Regions from separate parts of the Mus musculus genome. Here all the other regions are linked to region 2. Evidence: chromatin contacts called from public HiChIP or PLAC-seq and promoter capture Hi-C data. All regions are on one chromosome and are shown on one strand. Each heading gives the region's core, a stretch centred on a gene start, on an enhancer-like site or on the middle of the called end of the contact. The rest is flanking DNA. Distances are from core to core; before and after follow the strand shown. Region 1 holds the start of Chkb (choline kinase beta). Region 2 holds the start of Ttll8 (tubulin tyrosine ligase-like family, member 8). Region 3 holds the start of Sco2 (SCO2 cytochrome c oxidase assembly protein).

What was found. Promoter capture Hi-C pulls out the DNA fragments that hold promoters and counts their contacts. HiChIP or PLAC-seq counts read pairs in DNA pulled down with a chosen protein or histone mark.
Region 1: a FOXA1 HiChIP or PLAC-seq map of pancreatic cancer cells shows a contact between it and region 2. The contact joins the promoter of Chkb here to the promoter of Ttll8 in region 2. A contact is called at or near these places in 7 of 39 promoter capture datasets (the C10 cell line, cranial neural crest, hematopoietic stem and progenitor cells and 4 more), 3 of 115 datasets of contacts at active chromatin or transcription factors (bone marrow-derived macrophages, large pre-B cells and pancreatic cancer cells) and 3 of 9 other capture datasets (adipose tissue, liver and macrophages).
Region 3: a promoter capture Hi-C map of neural stem cells shows a contact between it and region 2. The contact joins the promoter of Sco2 here to the promoter of Ttll8 in region 2. A contact is called at or near these places in 5 of 39 promoter capture datasets (the C10 cell line, cranial neural crest, hippocampal neurons and 2 more), 2 of 115 datasets of contacts at active chromatin or transcription factors (bone marrow-derived macrophages and pancreatic cancer cells) and 3 of 9 other capture datasets (adipose tissue, liver and macrophages).

What each region holds. Positions count from the first base shown.
Region 1 is chr15:89,428,220-89,431,220 of GRCm38.p6, forward strand. It overlaps Chkb (choline kinase beta), which reads right to left and starts at 1,708. Exons shown (of 11, transcript NM_007692.6): 1 at 1,158-1,708; 2 at 830-938; 3 at 495-608; 4 at 192-325; 5 at 1-10. The coding sequence starts at 1,381. Gm44502 (predicted readthrough transcript (NMD candidate), 44502) reads right to left here and starts at 1,708. Exons shown (of 27, transcript NR_004843.2): 1 at 1,158-1,708; 2 at 830-938; 3 at 192-608; 4 at 1-10. C730034F03Rik (a long non-coding RNA gene) reads left to right here and starts at 1,796. Exons shown (of 4, transcript XR_875570.1): 1 at 1,796-1,880.
Region 2 is chr15:88,953,148-88,956,037 of GRCm38.p6, forward strand. It overlaps Ttll8 (tubulin tyrosine ligase-like family, member 8), which reads right to left and starts at 1,271. Exons shown (of 12, transcript NM_172818.3): 1 at 709-1,271. The coding sequence starts at 928. It overlaps Mlc1 (megalencephalic leukoencephalopathy with subcortical cysts 1 homolog (human)), which reads right to left. Exons shown (of 12, transcript NM_133241.2): 12 at 2,737-2,890.
Region 3 is chr15:89,372,576-89,375,275 of GRCm38.p6, forward strand. It overlaps Sco2 (SCO2 cytochrome c oxidase assembly protein), which reads right to left and starts at 1,316. Exons shown (of 3, transcript NM_001111288.2): 1 at 1,108-1,316; 2 at 848-1,027. Ncaph2 (non-SMC condensin II complex, subunit H2) reads left to right here. Exons shown (of 20, transcript NM_001115132.2): 20 at 1-275. Tymp (thymidine phosphorylase) reads right to left here. Exons shown (of 11, transcript NM_138302.2): 5 at 2,421-2,550; 6 at 2,182-2,300; 7 at 1,676-1,838; 8 at 1,357-1,587; 9 at 1,108-1,248; 10 at 848-1,027. The coding sequence ends at 870.

The DNA.
Region 1 (3,001 bases), core at 458-2,957, 480 kb after region 2:
CTTCAGGTACCTGGAAGCCGCCCAAACGGGAAACATTCTGTCTATCTCTCCCCACCCCCTTCTATCGACTCTTCAGGCCAAATTGTCCTGTCACTGGGCTTTGGCTGGGAAACAGAGTCCATGATACTGGGGTATCTATCCACTCAACTAGAGGTTCAGTTTTAGATGCACGGATCCCAAACTGGACTCACCGCTCCATGGTCCCAAACAACCATCGGGGCTCCTTAGTGAAGGGCATCTCCATACCATGGAAACGGGCCATCCTCGTTGCAATGGCTCCCGACAACACTGGGTCCCGGAGCTCTTGAGTTTTCAACGGCCGGCTCTGTACCCAGTAACCTATCAGGGTGGTGAGGGGGCTGGGGCGGGAGGGGGAAGGGATACGGGATGGGAGGAGATCAAGGTCTTAGGGAAATTTCCCTACCTGGGATGTGAAGGCAGACTTTGGGAAGGGTAAAGACTTGGGGTAAAAACAACAAAAACTGGGCTCTTACTGGGAGGTACTGTTCCAAGCGGCCCTCTGGAAACACTCCGTAAAGCTGGGGCCCTAGAGACCGCTCTGCGAGAATGGCGAACATCACGCTTTCTAATACCAAGGAGTCTACACCCTGATAAAAGATGTATGGCAAAGGGGCTCATGTCAGAAAAAGCCAGAGGTACGTGGGTACTGGCCCAAATCGGCTTCATCTACAATAGCTTGGACTTCTGCTCTTACTGACTGAGAATTCTTGAGCTTCAGCATATTCAGCTACACAAATAAGACACCACTTTCTGCACCACTTGCTCCAGATGTCCGAACTCCCAAGTTACGATCCTTCTTTTCCCTCACCTGCAGGATGGCCCCGTAGAGTCGTAGCAGCACCTCCCGGGGCTCCCCGCCCACACTGGGTACGTGGTTCGGTAGTGAGCATCGGAAGAGCAGGTTGCTGAGGCCTCCGCTGCAGATCCACACAGGTCAGGCTCAGCAAGGGTCGTCCCCCCGATTGGTGGGACCCACTCTAGACACCCTTCCCGAGAGGACCTCCCAAGTCCCGAAGGGGGACCCCGCCCCCCAGCACAGCAGGCTGCAGACCTGCCCCCACCCCCCACCCCCCCGCGTAGCACTGACGGCGACCGAACTGGGAGTGTCCCCAGGGTCCCCAGGGCTGACCCCTGACCTCACGGGACAAACGCTCAGCTCCTCCGGCCGCGCTCGGCGCCAGGCCCCGCCCAGGTACTCCCGGCACCACTGATAGGCTCGGCGCTGCGCGTCACGGGACAGCGAGGAAGCGCGCCGCCGATTGGGGATTGGCTCTGGGCACTTAGCATCCTGCAAACCGTCCTTGGGCAGGCCGCCGCCGACAGCCCCTCCTCCGACTACCCCTGTCCCGTCTGCCGCCATGACGTGGGCTCCGTTAGGTTTAACGCCTGCCGGTGCTCAGCGAGCCTCAGGTGAGGTTGGCTCCTTCCGGGTAGGCTCGGTTCCGCTTCCCGGAAGCCGCAGAGTCTCTGGGCGTCCTCGGCTCTTCGCGACTGCCTTCGGCTTTCTTGGTGGCTCCAGTCCTGGGACCGTTTCCAAGCCAGATGCGATTCTCAGGGCTGCGGCGCTCAAAGGCAAAGAGGGACGGCAGCTTTCCCTGAGTGGGGCGCGCTCGGGCCACGCCCGATCCGCCTATCAGTCTCTGCAAAAACAAGTTACTGCGTGGACTGTGTCCGGAACCAAGGAAGTGACGTAGGCCAATCCCGAGCGCCGTGGGCGGTTGGACAGTAGCTCCGCAAAGCTTACGAGCCAGGCTCTGGCCAATGAATGGACGATGGTAGTTTGCGGCTCCTTTATAACAGCTGCTGTGTGAGACACTCTACTAGGGAGTAGATTAGCCGAGCCTGTGGTGACAGTTGGGGTAAGTGAATGGAAGAATGAAAACGTAGGTTCTAACGATTCCCCTTTCCACAAGGCAGCAGGTGTATATGTGATGCTGGAAGGCGTAATAAGAATCAGTCCGGCGTGTCCAGCGCTGCATAGACCGCATGAGCGCCATTAATGTGACCCAACACAATAACTTAAAGTATTTTTCTTTCTCGAGAGAGTGTGTCTCTCTCCTGTTAAATATCGGGAAGAGGGAGACGTTAATGGTCAGCTTAGAAAGGAAGCTTACACAATCCATAATTCATCTGAAGGATGAGGTTTATTAGAATGAAAGGGCCTCAAAGCTACGAGTTTCGGTGTAGGGGAGGGAGAATTGAACATGAGACCTTAGAGTTAAGAAAAGACTTTCCTTTAAAGTCTAGGGATGGGGCTGAAGAGGTGGCTAAGCGGTTAAGAGCACTGATCCCTCTTCCAGAGGTCCTGAGTTCAATTCCCGCCAACCATGTGGTGGCTCACAACAGTCTGTATGTAATGGGATCCGATGCCCTCTTCTGGTGTGTCTGAAAATAGCCACAGTGTACTCATACACATAAAAAATAAATAATTCTTTTTTAGAAAGCCTAGGGAGTGGGGGCTGGCGAGATGGCTCAGTGGTTAAGAGCACTGACTGTTCTTCCGAAGGTCCTGAGTTCAAATCCCAGCAACCACATGATGGCTCACAACCACCCGTAATGAGATCTGACGCCCTCTTCTGGTGCGTCTGAAGACAGCTACAGTGTACTTACATATAATAAATAAATCTTAAAAAAAAAAAAAGGGAAGAGAGTTCATTGTGCGGGTGCGGGGTGTGTGTGTGTGTGTGTGTGTGTGTGTGTGTGTATAAGAACGCGGGGGAAGCATTCAGGAAACTGAAATCGGTGGTTAATTACCTGTGAATCTGAGGACAGTCTAGTCTATATACTGGGTTCCAGGCCAGCCAGGCTACATAGTGAGAGAAGAAAGGTGGTAAGAGAATTAATGGGGTGGCAGCAGAGGAGCCAATCAGAGAGCAGCCTTAAGAGCAATCTGTGAAGCAGACAGCTGAGGTGTTTCCAGACCGATCTCCTAAAAAAAAAAGAGAGAGAGAAAATTGACTTCAAAACAAAATTTTTTAGA
Region 2 (2,890 bases), core at 21-2,520:
AAGTCTGACGCAACGATCTGACACAGAGCTGGTATCCAGAATGAACAAGAAACACCTGAAACCAGTAAGACTCATTATTAATAATGGTCAAGATGTGGAATAATATTTCCCCATCGTGAATGTAAGAGAACGGCCAATAAAAGCCCTAGAGAGTCTGGTAGCACCCACCAAACTGATCTTAAAGGCCAAGGCAATGCCAGTTGTGTGGCCAGTGGGGAGTGCCCCGGCTGGTAAGCCTGGATTATATCTTCTCTCTCTTTTTTTTTTCCAGACAGGGTTTCTCTGTGTAACAACAGAGCCCTGGCTGCCCGGACTGGCTTTGTAGACCAGGCTTGCCTCGTATTCACAGAGGATCATCTTGCCTCTCCCTCCCGAGTGCTGGGATTAAAGGTGTGTTCCACCATCCCAGGCCCTGAACTATATCTTCTAAAACTAAATGTGTACCCATCCATGACCATGATTTTACTTATAGATATTTAGGTATTTGTCAGTGGATATGACCCATGTCTGAAGGGCAAGTTCAGTACCCGGCTAGGATAAAAAGCTTTACCTTGTACTACCAGAACAGTCTCACAGAACCAACACGGGAGTCCAGAGGGCAACTGAACTGGGCCTCCTCCGCTATTCCCAACCCCCGCCCCCGCCCCCCCCCCACGCCTGCTCCTTTGAGTAAGGCTGCCGAAAATGCGGAACAAGAAAGGTACAGACTATTTTCTTCTTTGTGATCTCCATCTGACAAAGTGGAAGACAGCTTCTTCCTCTCGCCGTTCTCCATGCTCGCCTCTCGTAGCTGGTTCTTTTGGCCCCCAACCCCTGTTGACAAAGATTTAGAGTTCAGACATACCCAGGGAGGCAAGGGTGGGGTTCGGAGGACCCGGGTGTGGGAGGGAGGCCTGAAAGGAGGGTTTGGGGTCGGGGGACACGACATGACTGGGAAACTTGAGGTGTGAGAAGTCAGATGAGAAGAAAGGTCAGTGGGAGACAGATGAGATGAAGAAGTTAGGGTAGAGGGACAACTCGGGGGTAAGGAAGTAAGTATGGGGTTGAAGAGATAGACTTGGGCCAGAGTTAGGGAAGTCCAAGAGGGACATCCAGTCTGGAGAGAAATACAGGTCTGGAGCTAAGAAGGAGAGGTCGAGGTAGGGAGACAGGACACAAATTGGGGCGCAGGCTTAGGGTCAGAAAGGGGAGGCCGTTACGAAGTTTGGAGGAAAGTGGGGAGGTGAGGGAAAGAAGGTTGAACAGGCGTGGTGGGGTGAAAGTGGAGGGATAAGGTGGGAAAGTTCTGTGATTCTAAGGATCGACGTCTGGGATTCCAATCGGAGGGGGCGGGGCGGGGTTCCGAGTACTGCGTAGGAGGGGGACCTGGGCACTAGCGAGGGCAGGCGTGGCGCGTCTGAGGGCAGGCAGTGCTCACCTGGGACCCGCCCTAAAGCGCGTGCTGCTGTGGCCGAGCGGCGGGCAGAGCGGCCAGGCGTCTTGCGGTTGCTCAGGGCAACCGCCCTCGCCTGCACCATGCATTGTGCAGACTCCTGGCGCTGGTAGCGGGGCTTTCGGCGTGCTAAGCGGCGCCCCACTCGGGGTGTGGGGCTTCGTGGACGCACAGGCGGCAGAGGCTGCGGAGGGCTGCGTGAAAGAGGAATCCGCTGGCAGCAGCGGAGCACAGGGGACACCCGAGACGCAGTCCGAACGCAGTTGCTGGCACTCACACTGAGCTTTGGTTCTAGATCCAGTCCCATGTTACGGTCCAAGGAGCGGCTTGGACGGGGGTGGAGTCGGGGGCGAGAGCGGGGACTAGGTCCCCCGACGGAGCAGGCCATGCGTCAGGATTAGTCCTTAAGTGCCTGCGACCCTCGCCTGGGTCATGTGCTCCTGCTCCACATCTCCCACGCACCTGTCAGGGTCACACAGACAACCCAAGCCCTCAGACTACACCAAGTCACAAAGACTATGGGTCACACCCTGCCCCACCCTCCGCTTCCTCCCTCCTGGCTCCCTTGTTGACCACGAGAAGCCTCCACTTAGGCCTGAGGTGGGGATGGATGGAGTCCGAGGGTCCTTCGGGGCAGGTGTTCTCCCCTTGCCAGCCGAGCGTCTACTGAGATCAGGGTAGGCAGAGTAAGCCTTCTGTGCGCAGAGGAACATAGAGTGGCCCTGGTACCTAGACTTATTAGTGGGATACTTGTGCTGTGCCCTTCCAGGCTGTCCCTTCCCGACAGTCAGCACTACTTGCCATCTAGGCCTTTCCAGGTTAGTTCCTGTGATCGTCCTGTGTTTGTGCCTATGTGGGTGGTGCCTTGGGTTGTCTTGAGGAAGGCCCCTCACCCTGTCAGAGTTGTCCGCTGTTTTAAAGCGCAAACTTCAGCATATTTTCAATGGGTTTAAAGCAGTTCTCAACCTATGGGTCGCGACCCCACACACAGTGGGTCACATATCTAACTAGCAAAATTAGTAATGAAATAGCACTGGAATAATTTTATGGTTGGTGTCACCACAACATGTGGTGTTGTATTAAAGGGTCACAGCTTTAGGAAGGTTTAAAGGCATTTTTTTTTTAAAAAAACAGGTTTTGCTCTTCAGGTGTTGTAGGAGTCTTCTCCCTGACTGGTGATCTAGTCTTTACTCACAGGGGTTATACAAATCAAGGAATAAATAAAAAATGGCTTTCCACTCTAAGGTCCTGTTTCTCATCCCCTTCCAACCCTTTTTCCCCAGAAGCATTTAACAGGCTATGACCACATTTGCGAGTTAGCATTTATTGCTCAAGCATATTAATCTATAACAGACAAAAGTATACAAGAGACGATTTTCAGACCCCACTTATATGAGTCAGTTAAAAACAAAACATCCCTCTAAAATTAGAAGTGCAAGCTGGCAGCAATCCTCTTGC
Region 3 (2,700 bases), core at 66-2,565, 420 kb after region 2:
CACCGGCTCGTCTCAACTCAGAACTGCTCTGCCGTAAGCTGCATGCAGTCCAGGCAACACCAAAAGTCCATAGCTGGTTTGCTCTAACCTACGTCTTTAACCAGGGAGTCTCAGCCTCATGACCCCAACCTCTGGAGAACCCACGCCACAACTGCCAAGCCTCCCTGTGGATTCTTGGAAGCACCGCGAATATGCTTTGCCTGGGCACTGGGATGCATGTGTCTATTTACAATAAATTGTTCTTTATAGGGAGGCTGTTGATCCTCTGGCTGACCACCTTTAAGAGGTGATCCTTTCTAGCTTTAGGGTCACTTCAGGGTAATCTGGGGCTCAGCAGAAAACAAGTGCCTCCAGCTTGTTTTCTGTAATGTAACACAGCTCAGCCCACTGTGCCTTGAACTGTCTGACCTTCACCTTCCTGGGCAGGCAGACTCCTCTGCACTTAACTGGATGCCGTACCCTGCCCCTCTGCAGTCCCTCAGCCCTGCCATCTCCCTTCATCCTCCCCCCCCCCCCTCTCCCCAGGGAAGGTTGTTACAACTAGCATTTAGAGCCACTGGCATCCAGCCTACTGGGCTCCCCCAGTATGTTGCCCCCGTGTGGCTACAACCTGGATCTCTTATGAGATGGAGGATACGTCCAGGGCACCATCAGCCCTGAGCTAGGACCAGTCCGAGAAGATGGGACTGGCAAATATTCCCAATATGTCCATTTTCTGGGCCTCAGAAGGTCTCTAGCTCATGTGATAAGCTAGATGAAGCAGTAGCAGCAGAGTATGAGGCCACATGTTAACAGCGTCCTCACCCAGTCCCACCCCTTGGGGGAGGACTTGCCCAACTGAACTCACCTGGCTGAGCTGGGTTCGAGACTTAGGGCTGTGCGATGGTCGGTGGGAGGACAAGTTCAGCGAAGGGTGAAGGGACCTTGAAGGGTGCTCGATCTGATAGCACGAGCGCCCCCTGGAGAGTGCGTCGCTGCTGACTGCTGAGCGCAGGGCCGTCTAGGTGCACGCGGAGCCAGGGTGTCCCTGCGCGAGCGACAGAGGCGGTTACCTAGGTCACAGCGGGCGACCGGAAGGGTTGTTTATGGATTCCAGACAGCGCTTACCTCGGGACAAACACTGGCCCACGTCGACCAGTACCTCGGCACCCACTCCCGGTCTGATCGGCTGCCCCGCTCGGCTGCGTCCGGCTCCGAGGTCGTGCAGCACACGGGCCAGCGGCAGCGCTCGGACGCACTCAACAATGCCTAAGGGAGAGGGTGGACACTGAGAACCTACTGGAGGCACGTGCCAGGACCAGGAAAGATCGGGAGAGGAAGTGGGTGGGATCTGGTGCCGTTGATATCCGGTCTCACCGTCTGCCGGTGCGAGCAGCTCCTCTTGCTCTCGGGCGTGAGGCAGCAGCTGCCGGCGTTGCGTGGGGCTCCCGGAGCACAATGCTTTAGCTAGGCCGGGGTCCACGCCCTGCGCCGAAAGCATCAGCTGGAAGCGGCGCCGCGCGGAGCCGTCATCCAACGCCGCGGCCACTCGGGCGGCGCCTTGGTCTTGTGTTTCCGCCTGTCCGCTAATCCAAAGAATGGCGCCTCCTGCTGGCGGGCGGGGTGGAGCTCAGAAGCTGCAGGGATTGAGAGCTCCTGGCATACAAACTGGTGGTCTTAACTCCAGCCCTCTCACCTAGCCTAATGACCAGGTCCCGCAGATCCGGCGGCCCCGCACCATCCAGGCAAAGCAACGCTTCTTCCACCTCCAGGGTATGGCCCACGCTGCGGCCCAGAGGGTTATCCATGGCGGTCAGGGCTGCGGCGACCTTCAGCCCCAGGCTCACTCCCACTCTAACCTGGGGAGGCATTATTCAGTATCCGGCATTATCAAATCCCATACCTGCTGTCCCTGGGTTAAGGTGTCAGTAAAGGCTTAGGTTAGAGATCAGAAACCAACACTGCCAGGCCTCAGAGGGGATGGGGGTGTTCTGGTTGGTTGCCCTAAGTGGCGGGGGTTCTGTGGAGGATTTCCCCAGGTCCGCAGTCAGGACAGCTTTGATTGGATAGGGTAGGAGGGCTGGAAAGAGGAATTGCCGTTTTATTCTTCCAGGACTGTTGAGTGGGCAGAGGCAGGGATAGGACGGAATGTGAGGCTCATGTCCCTTCATAGAAAGGGCACTGTGGCCTAGCACGGCTCACCAACATCTTTGCCAGTTCTCGGGCCTTCTCCTGGTCTGGGAAGACTGCAGCTCCCCCAAACTTAACATCTACCACCAGAGTGGACAGTCCCTCCACGGCCTTCTTACTGAGGATTGAAGCTGCGAAGACCAGAAACATCATCCCAGGGTATACTTGGGCACAGGAAGAGTTGCCTCTCTGAGAAAAGCGGCAGTGCCTAGCGGACTGTCTGTCAGTCAGGGTACCCCGTTTCAGGTCACCTGTAATGAGTGGGACACTGTCCACAGTGGCTGTCACATCTCGTGCAGCATACAGGATCCCATCAGCAGGAACCAGCTTTGCACTCTGGCCGACAATGCAGCAGCCGACTTCCTCAAGGATGTGCAGCATCTGCTCAGACACCTTCATTAACTTCTAGGGACGGACCCACCCACTGGCCCTGACCACTGACCCAACAGAAGTTCAAAACATGGCCAGCGAGAGTCAGTATGGTTCTGATGGCTAACCTACCAAGGATCCCGATTAGTTATGACAGACACA